Linked DNA regions of Rattus norvegicus: region 2 is linked to region 1. The links are chromatin contacts, called in public Hi-C maps. All regions are on one chromosome and are shown on one strand. The core of a region is the stretch at or near the end of the contact, and the rest is flanking DNA. Distances in the headings are between cores, read along the strand shown. Region 1 overlaps Adamts14 (ADAM metallopeptidase with thrombospondin type 1 motif, 14). Region 2 overlaps Pald1 (phosphatase domain containing, paladin 1).

What was found. A called contact is a pair of places that touch in the nucleus more often than the background predicts.
Region 2: a contact with region 1 is called in a Hi-C map of liver, with 4 times the contacts expected there. The contact joins two enhancer-like sites. A contact is called at or near these places in 4 of 12 Hi-C or Micro-C datasets (hepatocytes, kidney and liver).

Annotation. Positions count from the first base shown.
Region 1 is chr20:29,722,708-29,726,728 of GRCr8, forward strand. All of the region lies in intron 4 of Adamts14 (ADAM metallopeptidase with thrombospondin type 1 motif, 14), which reads right to left. Among named protein-coding and RNA genes, the nearest start is that of Adamts14, 38 kb to the right of the region's middle. Within about 2 kb of position 2,629, at least 2 of the 93 cell types and tissues checked have an H3K27ac peak or open chromatin away from gene starts, as enhancers often do. A contact at or near this core is called in liver, where this site is marked.
Region 2 is chr20:29,820,696-29,825,225 of GRCr8, forward strand. The region is part of intron 17 of Pald1 (phosphatase domain containing, paladin 1); the gene reads right to left. Among named protein-coding and RNA genes, the nearest start is that of Pald1, 26 kb to the right of the region's middle. Within about 2 kb of position 2,671, at least 4 of the 93 cell types and tissues checked have an H3K27ac peak or open chromatin away from gene starts, as enhancers often do. A contact at or near this core is called in liver, where this site is marked.

The DNA of each region.
Region 1 (4,021 bases), core at 1,379-3,878:
TGAGCCCGCATATGAATCTACACCAAGTGCATAACCATTGAATACAGAAGGCAAAAGAGAGCGTTGTATCCTCCAGGACTGGGGTTACAGACAGTGTGAGCTGCCATGTGGGTCCTGGGCATCAAACACAGGTCCTCTGGAAGAGCAGACAGGACTCTAACCACTGACCCATCTCTCCAGCTCCCATGAGAAATAACTCTTATTTGTTTATCTATTTCTGCTCCACATGTACTGGTGTTTTGTTTTGTTTTGTTTTCTTTTTCTCGGAGCTGAGGACCGAACCCAGGATGTATTGGTGTTGTGCCTTCATGTCTGTCTGTGTGAGGGTGTCAGATCCTCCTCTGGAACTGGAATCACACAGTTGCAAGCTGCTGTGTGGGAATTAAACCCCGGTCCTCTGGAAGGTGCTCTTAACTTCTGAGCCATCTTTCCAGCCTCAGGAGAAGTGACCCTTAATGTGACTTTTCAGGTCCCTCAGCACCAGGGCACAGCCTTTCTCCTCCACAGGGCTGGGGTCAGTACTGTATGTGAACCCTGAGGTGACAGCTTGTCCAGAGGACAAAGAGAAGGGAGAGACAACTGAGGCACCTCAGTTAAGGTAGATACTGGGCCCCGGGCATCTGGAGTGGCTCCTGGTCATTGTCTTCTCCCATGTGTCTCTGGTAGGTTGGGCTGTTGAAAATCCTGTCTGAGTGCCGCATGTGGCAGCCAGCTCCGTGTCAGAAGGCTTAGCACCTGTAGGCTTAACCATCTGTGAGCTGAAAATCTGAGAAAAACTGTTTATATGAAACACATGCTGGGTTTTTTTTTTTTTTTCTTCTCTTTGCCGCTACTGGCTAACGATGCAGCCTAGCAGCTATGTGCACAGTGCTTACACTGTATTCCTTGGTTCAGAGTCATCTGGAGGGTTGGGGCGATTGCCCAGTGGTTAGAGCCCTGGCTGCTCATCCAGAGAACTTGGGTTCGATTCCCAACATCCATATGGTGGCTCACAACCATCTGTAACTCCAGGTCCAGGGGCCCCATGCCCTCTTCTGGTTTCCCTGGGCACTGCATGTGTGTGGTGAGCACAGACACATAGGCAAAACACCCATAAGCATGAAATAAAAGTAAATCTTAAGAAAAACTTTTAGGGGTTGGGGATTTAGCTCAGTGGTAGAGCGCTTGCCTAGCAAGCGCAAGGCCCTGGATTCAGTCCCCAGCTCTGAAAAAAAGAAAAAGAAAAAGAAAAAAAAAAAAGAAAAACTTTTAATCAAAGTCATCTTGCGGCACCGTCAATTACATATCAGAGAGTTCTGCCGCTCAGTGGTGGAATGCTAGCCTGGCACATGGAAGGCCCTGGTTCAATCCTGTCCTAGTGAACAAAGGGGGAAAGGGTTTATTTAAGATGACATTTCCTGGTCACAGGCCATCATGAAAGGAAATCAGGACTTGAACTTAAGGCAGGAACTGAAGCAGAGGGCATTGAGGCACGCTGCTTACTGGTTCATTCCCCATGATTTCCTCAGCCTGCTTTCTTTTTTTTTTTTTTTTTTTTTTTTTTTTTTGTTCTTTTTTTCGGAGCTGGGGACCGAACCCAGGGCCTTGCGCTTCCTAGGTAAGTGCTCTACCACTGAGCTAAATCCCCAGCCCCCTCAGCCTGCTTTCTTATCAAACCCAGGACCACCAGCCTAGGGATGGAGCCACCCACAGTGGGCGGGCCCTCCCCTATCAATCATCACTCAAGAAAATGCCCTACACACGTGCTTATAGGCAATCTGATGGAGGCACTTTCTCAATTGGGGTTTGTTCCACTTCCCAAATAACTCAAGCTTGTGTCAACTTGAGAAAAACGTAGCCAGGACAAAGGTGAGGGTGGGAGAGACAGAAGAGAGAGGGAGACTGTATAGGTTACAAAGGAGACTTGAGCATCTACAGATGTGGGGATGCGGGGTGGGGTCTTGGGGACACTGAGGGACAACTCTCCTCATTTCTGTCACTTGCTCAGCAGGCCAGATCTACTCACCAAGGCTTTCAAAGACCCTTGTTCTGACTGCCATCCAGACTAGAACACTGGCAGACAGGGTAGGCCCTGTCCTCCCAAGCTCCCTGGTCCAATCCTCTGGGTCTTGGCATCCTTATCTGTGTATACCCCTGCCAGTCTTGGCCCTGGAGTCAGGAGCTCAGGGGTGATTCAGTTGGTACTACCTCAGTACTCTACCCAGGCCAGAAAAGTGCCTGGGTAGGGCCACCATATTGGCAGAATCTACCCCCGCACAGGGTGCCACAGTCAGAGGTATGGCTACCTGGCAGGTCCAGGAACCTCTCCTCCCTGGGACACATCCACAGGGGCCCCTGACAAGTTCCACCCTGGCTACACACCCAGGGCTTGGCCCAGCACCCTCAACCTCCTTGGCTGTGGAGAGGGATAGTCAGGGAGCAATCAGAAATCGCGTTCCCTGGCTGGACAAAGAATGGCCGCAAGGCACACCCATGGGGCGGGAAGAACAGCAAATCGGTTTCCTTGCTTCTTACCTCTGAACCTAGTTCAAGGCCAGCCTTGGCAGGTTTCCTAGGTTAGGTTTGACATCACCTGTTGGCCTGAGGTAGCCAGCGGGTGTGTACCAGAAAAACAAGCAAAGGTCAGGATGTTGGCCAAGGGGAGACAAAAACGGCAGAAGGGAGGGGACAGGTGAAGAGCGCTGGGTCTGCACGGGTGAGCTGCTGCTCTCAGAATAACTACTGTGTACCAGACTTTGTTTATCACTCCCACCCACGTTAGCGAACTATTCCCGTCTCATAAGCAAGAGAACAAGGTTCTCTTTCTTTCCTGAATTCACTTCTTCCTCTTGTGTGTGTATGTGTGTGTGTGGATGCAGGTGTGTGTGTCCAAGTCTGTGTGTATACCCCATGTGCAAGTGTATGTACTCATGCCAGAGGAAGACATTGGATGTTCTGGTCTCTCGATTCCCACTTTAGTCCCTTGAGACAGGGTCTCTCACTGAACCTAAGCCAGCAGCCAAGGGAGGCCCAGGGCTCCTGCTGCATCGGACTCCCATAGTGCTGAGGTTAAAGGGCATACCCAGCTTTTTATGTGAGTACCAGGGATTTGAACTCGGGTCTTTGTGTTCACTGTAATGGCTAGGGTTTTTTTTTCCTTAATTACTGATATGGGAGAGCCCTGCCCTCTGTGAATGGTGCCACCCCTAGGCAAGCAGCCCTAGGGCATATAAGCAGGCTGGGCAAGCCATGGGGAGCAAGCCATTAACAGTGTAGGGACCCTGCTTCAGATTCTCCTCTGAAGCAGTCTGCAACGCAGAAATATGAACTGAAACAAGCCATTTCCTCCACAGGTCGCTTTTGGTCAGTGTTTTACCACAGCAAAAGAAACCCTAACTAAGACATGTGCACAGCAAGTTCTTCCCCACTGAGCCACTTCCCCAACCCCCAGGATGAACACAAGCTTCTTGAGGTCTGGGGGTGTAGGTAGGAGGGTGCTTACCGAGTGCCTATGAGGCTCTAGTAAAAAGGGCTTGCACGATGTAATCCTAGCTCTTAGGAGGTAGAGGCAGGGAGACCAGGAGTTCAAGGTCATCCTTAGTCACATAGCAAGATCTTGTTGAAGGGAAAAAGGGAAAGAGGGGGAAGAGAGAGGGAAGGTGGGAAGGAGGGAGAGACAGAAGGAGGGGCCATCCAAGCTTCTGAGAAGCTAAGTCACTTTCCAAGGGCTCCCCCAACAGCTGGGAAGTGGGAAGCCGGGATTTAAACTGATATCACCATAACTCTCTGGCCCCAGTTTACACTCATGGCTGTTCAGACAGTTTCTGGGTGACAGTAGATGGGCTTCCCATAGCCCAGTACAAAAAAAGAGAGCTCAGAGGACACAGCCCTTTCGCTGCACCCAGGGTGTGAGCTACCATAGAGCCATGCCAGCAGGAAAACAGACGCTGAACTCCTGGGCCGGGCTGCAGGTGTGTCTCTCTGTCCCAGCAGCACATAGATAGACACAGCTGTGCCTCCTCAGGCTTCATTTCAGAAACAT
Region 2 (4,530 bases), core at 1,421-3,920, 98 kb after region 1:
GCTATTAAGTCTGGGGGCGGGGTTTGACATCAGTTTTCTGCCTCTCTATCCCTCACTCCCACCCCCAAAAGACCTGCATTAGAGTTTGGGGTGCAGTGAGCAACTCTCTCCCAGGCAGTCTCCTCCTGAGGCAGTCTCCAGTAGCTTAGAAAATCTAGACTCTAGAAAGATGCTGGGACCCCCCCACCAACCTGCACCTACGCTTTCACATAAGTGCCTGCAGGACACTCCGGTGGTTATCTCAGGTACCCCAACATTCATCACCCAAACAGTTTCCTGAGAGCACCATCCCCAAACTGCTAGACCTACAAGTGTGTCATCTGAGCGACAACCAAGCTATGGGAGCTAAACTCTGGATCCACGTTCAATTAGGAAATCCTACTGGCGCCCCTTCAACACGTTTCCAGAGGCTCCCTTCCCCTCATCAAGTGCTCCCAGCCACCCCACACCAGTGAAAGTCCCTGCCTGGCCTACCTCCATGCTCCAGGGTCCTTTCCTTCATTAGAGAAGAACAGCTTGTCCTGGAGGACTAGTCCCAGTGGACTAAGCCAGTGTGGACAGCAAACAGGCAGATTTCCCAATTCATGCAAATATTTATTCCACCTGCTATCCACCTCCTACTCACTGTATAAGGCACTGCAGACCCCCGCTGTGTCTGGCACAGTCCTGGGAGCTGGGCTGTAGAAACGGGCCTATGCAATGAACATGAGTGCTAGCTGCTCCCAAGAGTGGCGGGTCTCAGTGAGATGATACCAGGACCAGGGGATGCTGGAATTGACCCTGTGACCAGGTCAGACTCAGTAGGAAAGTCCCCTGTAGGGCCAAAAGGCTCCAGGCCAGCCAGCCAGAAGGGAAAGGAGGACTCAGCTGCTGTGGGGGAGGTGGGGGTAGGCAGCACCAATTCACTGAGTCCATCCTCAGGAAGGCATGAAGACCCTAAGGAAAGTGCCCTTCCTCCTGTCACATCTTATATGACAGTTTACAATGTTCCGAGGCTACTCTAATTGCAGTGGCTGAGCCCTGGAGACCCATTACCTGCTGGAATGAGGACTCTGGGGACAGCATTGGCTGTCAGAGGCTGAGAAAGACCAGCCAGGGGCTCAGCGCCTGAGGCAGCCGACCTTCAGCTTTTCTTAGGAAACAGCCTTAGTTCCTGGGGCGCTGAGCTCATCTTTCTGTCTCGGGCAGCTCTCGGGTTCTATAGGCCTATTCCACAGAATGACAAGCACACAGGAGCTATGGTGGCTTCCCCCATAGCCCATCCTCTTACTGTTACCATGAAATTGTCCCCCGTGTCCGCCACCCCGGAGGGAAAGGAATGTAAAAGGCCAAGTGGATGATAAAGCTCTGACCCTGCTTCCAGTCTACCACAGATCTCCCTCAGGCCTGTTTCTTCTTCAGTTAAATGAGTCTACTAGAACCTGCCCTGACTTCCTGTCCTCCTCACTGAGATCTGGAACAGACAGGCTTCTAAGTTCTCAGAGAGGCAAAGCGGTATGGTCTCCACAAAGCATTCTTCAGAAAGCAAAGGCGTCTGCAGCCAGCTTTGCCTCAGCTTGTTCTCAAACTCATTCTGCAAGGAAGAGAGAGGGTGCTACAGCCTGCTCTAAATACAGACGAGTAAGAGCGACTGCCGACAGCCAAAGCCAGGTTCCGAAAGTGCCTGCTGGCATTAATGTGTCTAACAGAGTGTCCTTAGACGTTTCTATCATAAATACTTTCCCCTTTCCAAGTCCAAAAGGAAACAATCGATTACCAGCTAGATCAACCTGGGGGCTGCTGGCCATGTTGGAATACCTCAGTAGGGCCCAGATTCCTCGTACTGCTCCCCGCTGCCTCATGTCCATGCCAACCCCACAAAGTGGCTCATGTCAAGAGACCATCTCTCCCATTCTACTTCTGTGTGAGGCAGGTAGGTATTTAAAAAATGTTTATTTGTGTGTTGGAATTGACCCTGTGACCTTTCTAAGTCTAATGCACCCTCTGCACCCTAGGATCCATTATATTATGCCAAGTCTAACATGTCAGCCTCGAGCAGTGTGGGCACACGTGAATGTGTACAGAGGTCAGGTCAGAGAGTCTATCATCTCCTTCCACCATGCAGGTCCAGGAGATAAAAGTCAAAATACCAGTCTTGGTAGCAAGCGAGCTTACTCACTGAGCCCTTAAGGCGGTTCTTAAAAAAATTCTGTGAGGGGTTGGGGATTTAGCTCAGTGGTAGAGCGCTTGCCTAGGAAGCACAAGGCCCTGGGTTCGGTCCCCAGCTCCGGAAAAAAAAAAAAAAAAAAAAAAAAAAAGCTAACAGAGAGACCTTGTCATGCGCGGACGGGGACACACACGCGCGCGCGCACACACACACACACAATGGCTGGGCTAGGTCTCTAAGGTCAGGAAACTAAGGCAAGTGGAGGTCGATGTGGATAAGCCAGAAGGACTTAGGTATTTCCACTTGGCATACTTCATACAACACCAATCACAGTGGTATTGTCCTCAGCCACCACCGTGAACTGCTCAGGAGCTGAGGCATTTGTGGGCCTCTCTTCACCTCGTTAGAACACAGCCTAGCACAACCTTCTCCTCGGTCTGACTCAGTGTCGGCACACACCAAGTGAGGCTAGCCTCAGACACAGCCCACTGAGTACTTAGAGCCTACACTGCCCCACCTGTGAGGAAAGTGTAGCGCACGTGTACAAAGGTCAGAATGAAGAAGCTAAAATGAAAGTCACTGCAGCCCAGCTCAGCAAACTCTGGGAGCCGCTCTGCACCCCTGGACCATTTATATTACACCACGTCTAACAAGCGAGCCTCGCACAAAATTCCTAGCTATCCATGGGGGGGGGGAAGGGGGGCGCACAGCGGCACACAGACCACTCCTTCCCACTTCTTCCCATGAGAGAGTAGTGACCTCCCATTTTCCTGCTTCTCTGTGGCCCTGGGGTCACTTTATTGCCAAAAGCAATCCCAATGCCAAATGCCAACCACATGTTCTTAACCCCTTCCGACTAATGTGTGAGTGGATTGCTGAAGCAGGCAGGGGGCTGGGAAAGACCAGCTCTGAAGGGTGAGGGGCAGAAGCCAAGTTGCCACACGCTGCTGGGATCTTTACAGCCTTGAGGTTGCGTTCTGCTGGGAGAACCTGAGATGGACAGAAGGTCGAGGGAAAACTTGAAGTGGGTAGAAAGCTGACTGGCACATTCCCAGGCAGTGAGTCTGATGGAGGAGGTACATCCCCCCCCCATGGAGCCCGGGCCCATGTCCTTCCGGAGTTGAGTAGCATCTCTGACCCCCACGAGGAGCCCACTGGCTTACTCGGTGCAAAGCTTGGCAGGCGCCGGCAGAGACCAGCTGCGGACCTCCACTTTAAAACCAGAAGGCAGGGGCTTGACTAAACCTTAAGATACTGAAGGTAAGACCCAACTGCCAGTTCCTAGGAGTCAGTTCATAGGGTGAGTTGGAAAAGAGATGGCCCCCATTCTAGAGCCGCAGCAAGCCTCCCCTAGGGCCATCTAGAGGTCGTGAGCTCAAATTCAACATAGACCAGAGAGGGGCATGAGTCCCATGCCCGCTCTGCCACAAACTCACTAGGGACTTCCTGCGGCCTGCCTTCCCATTCCATGGCCCACGGCCTTGTCTGTGACCACACACTGGACTCTGAGGGTGTTTTGAACTCTGAGCAATGTTAGAGGACACTGGTCCCAGAGATGGATCCTCAGGGCTCTCCCTTCTGCTGAGTGTTCAGGTCTGCTGCCTACAGCCATTTTGTTCCATGCCCTCTGCTTAGCTGATCCAACTGGAAGACAGGGAGCGATCGTATGGGCTGGACTGATTAACAGTAGCAGCTCCACAGGTGAGACCCCTACACGGAGTCTGTCAGCCAGGTGAAAATCTGCTCAGGCAAATATAGACTAGGGGCAGGAGATAGAAGCGCCAGTTACTGGGGAAGGTTCCCCCACCCTCACCTTTGACTTAGGTAAATTGTTTGGGCCAAATGGAATAGGCACCCAAAGACTGCCAACATCTATGTTGCCTCGTTCTCTGGGCCTTTTTGTATATCAGACCCAGAGTACAGAAAATGGTTTAGCCACCCTTCACTTCAGATAGATGTCTGGCTCTCAAATGGAGACCCTGATTGTGGGGGACAAGGTATGTACTTTTATGCTACATTAGGGCTGTAAAACATTAGCTCTCTCGGTAACTGGCCACAGCAGGGCCTCCTAGCATGAGAGTCACAGCACCTGTTAAGGGAGATGACAATTTCAAATGTTTAAGCCAACAACGGCTAATATAAGAGTTTGTTTAGCTACTCCCCTGGCCTCAGAGAAAGTGTTGAGTCAATGATTTGATTCACTGGATCAATTCTAGGGGGCGGGGTGTGTGCTGAGGTCTGACCCCCTCCATCCCCCATCCCCATCCTAGCTGTAGCCATTTTGCCCCATGCTTGCTGACAGCTTTTTCTTATTGTTGCTGTAACATGCCTGCCAGTCACTGAGACAGAGAAGTGACTTGACTCAGAGCAGGGTCATGCTGACC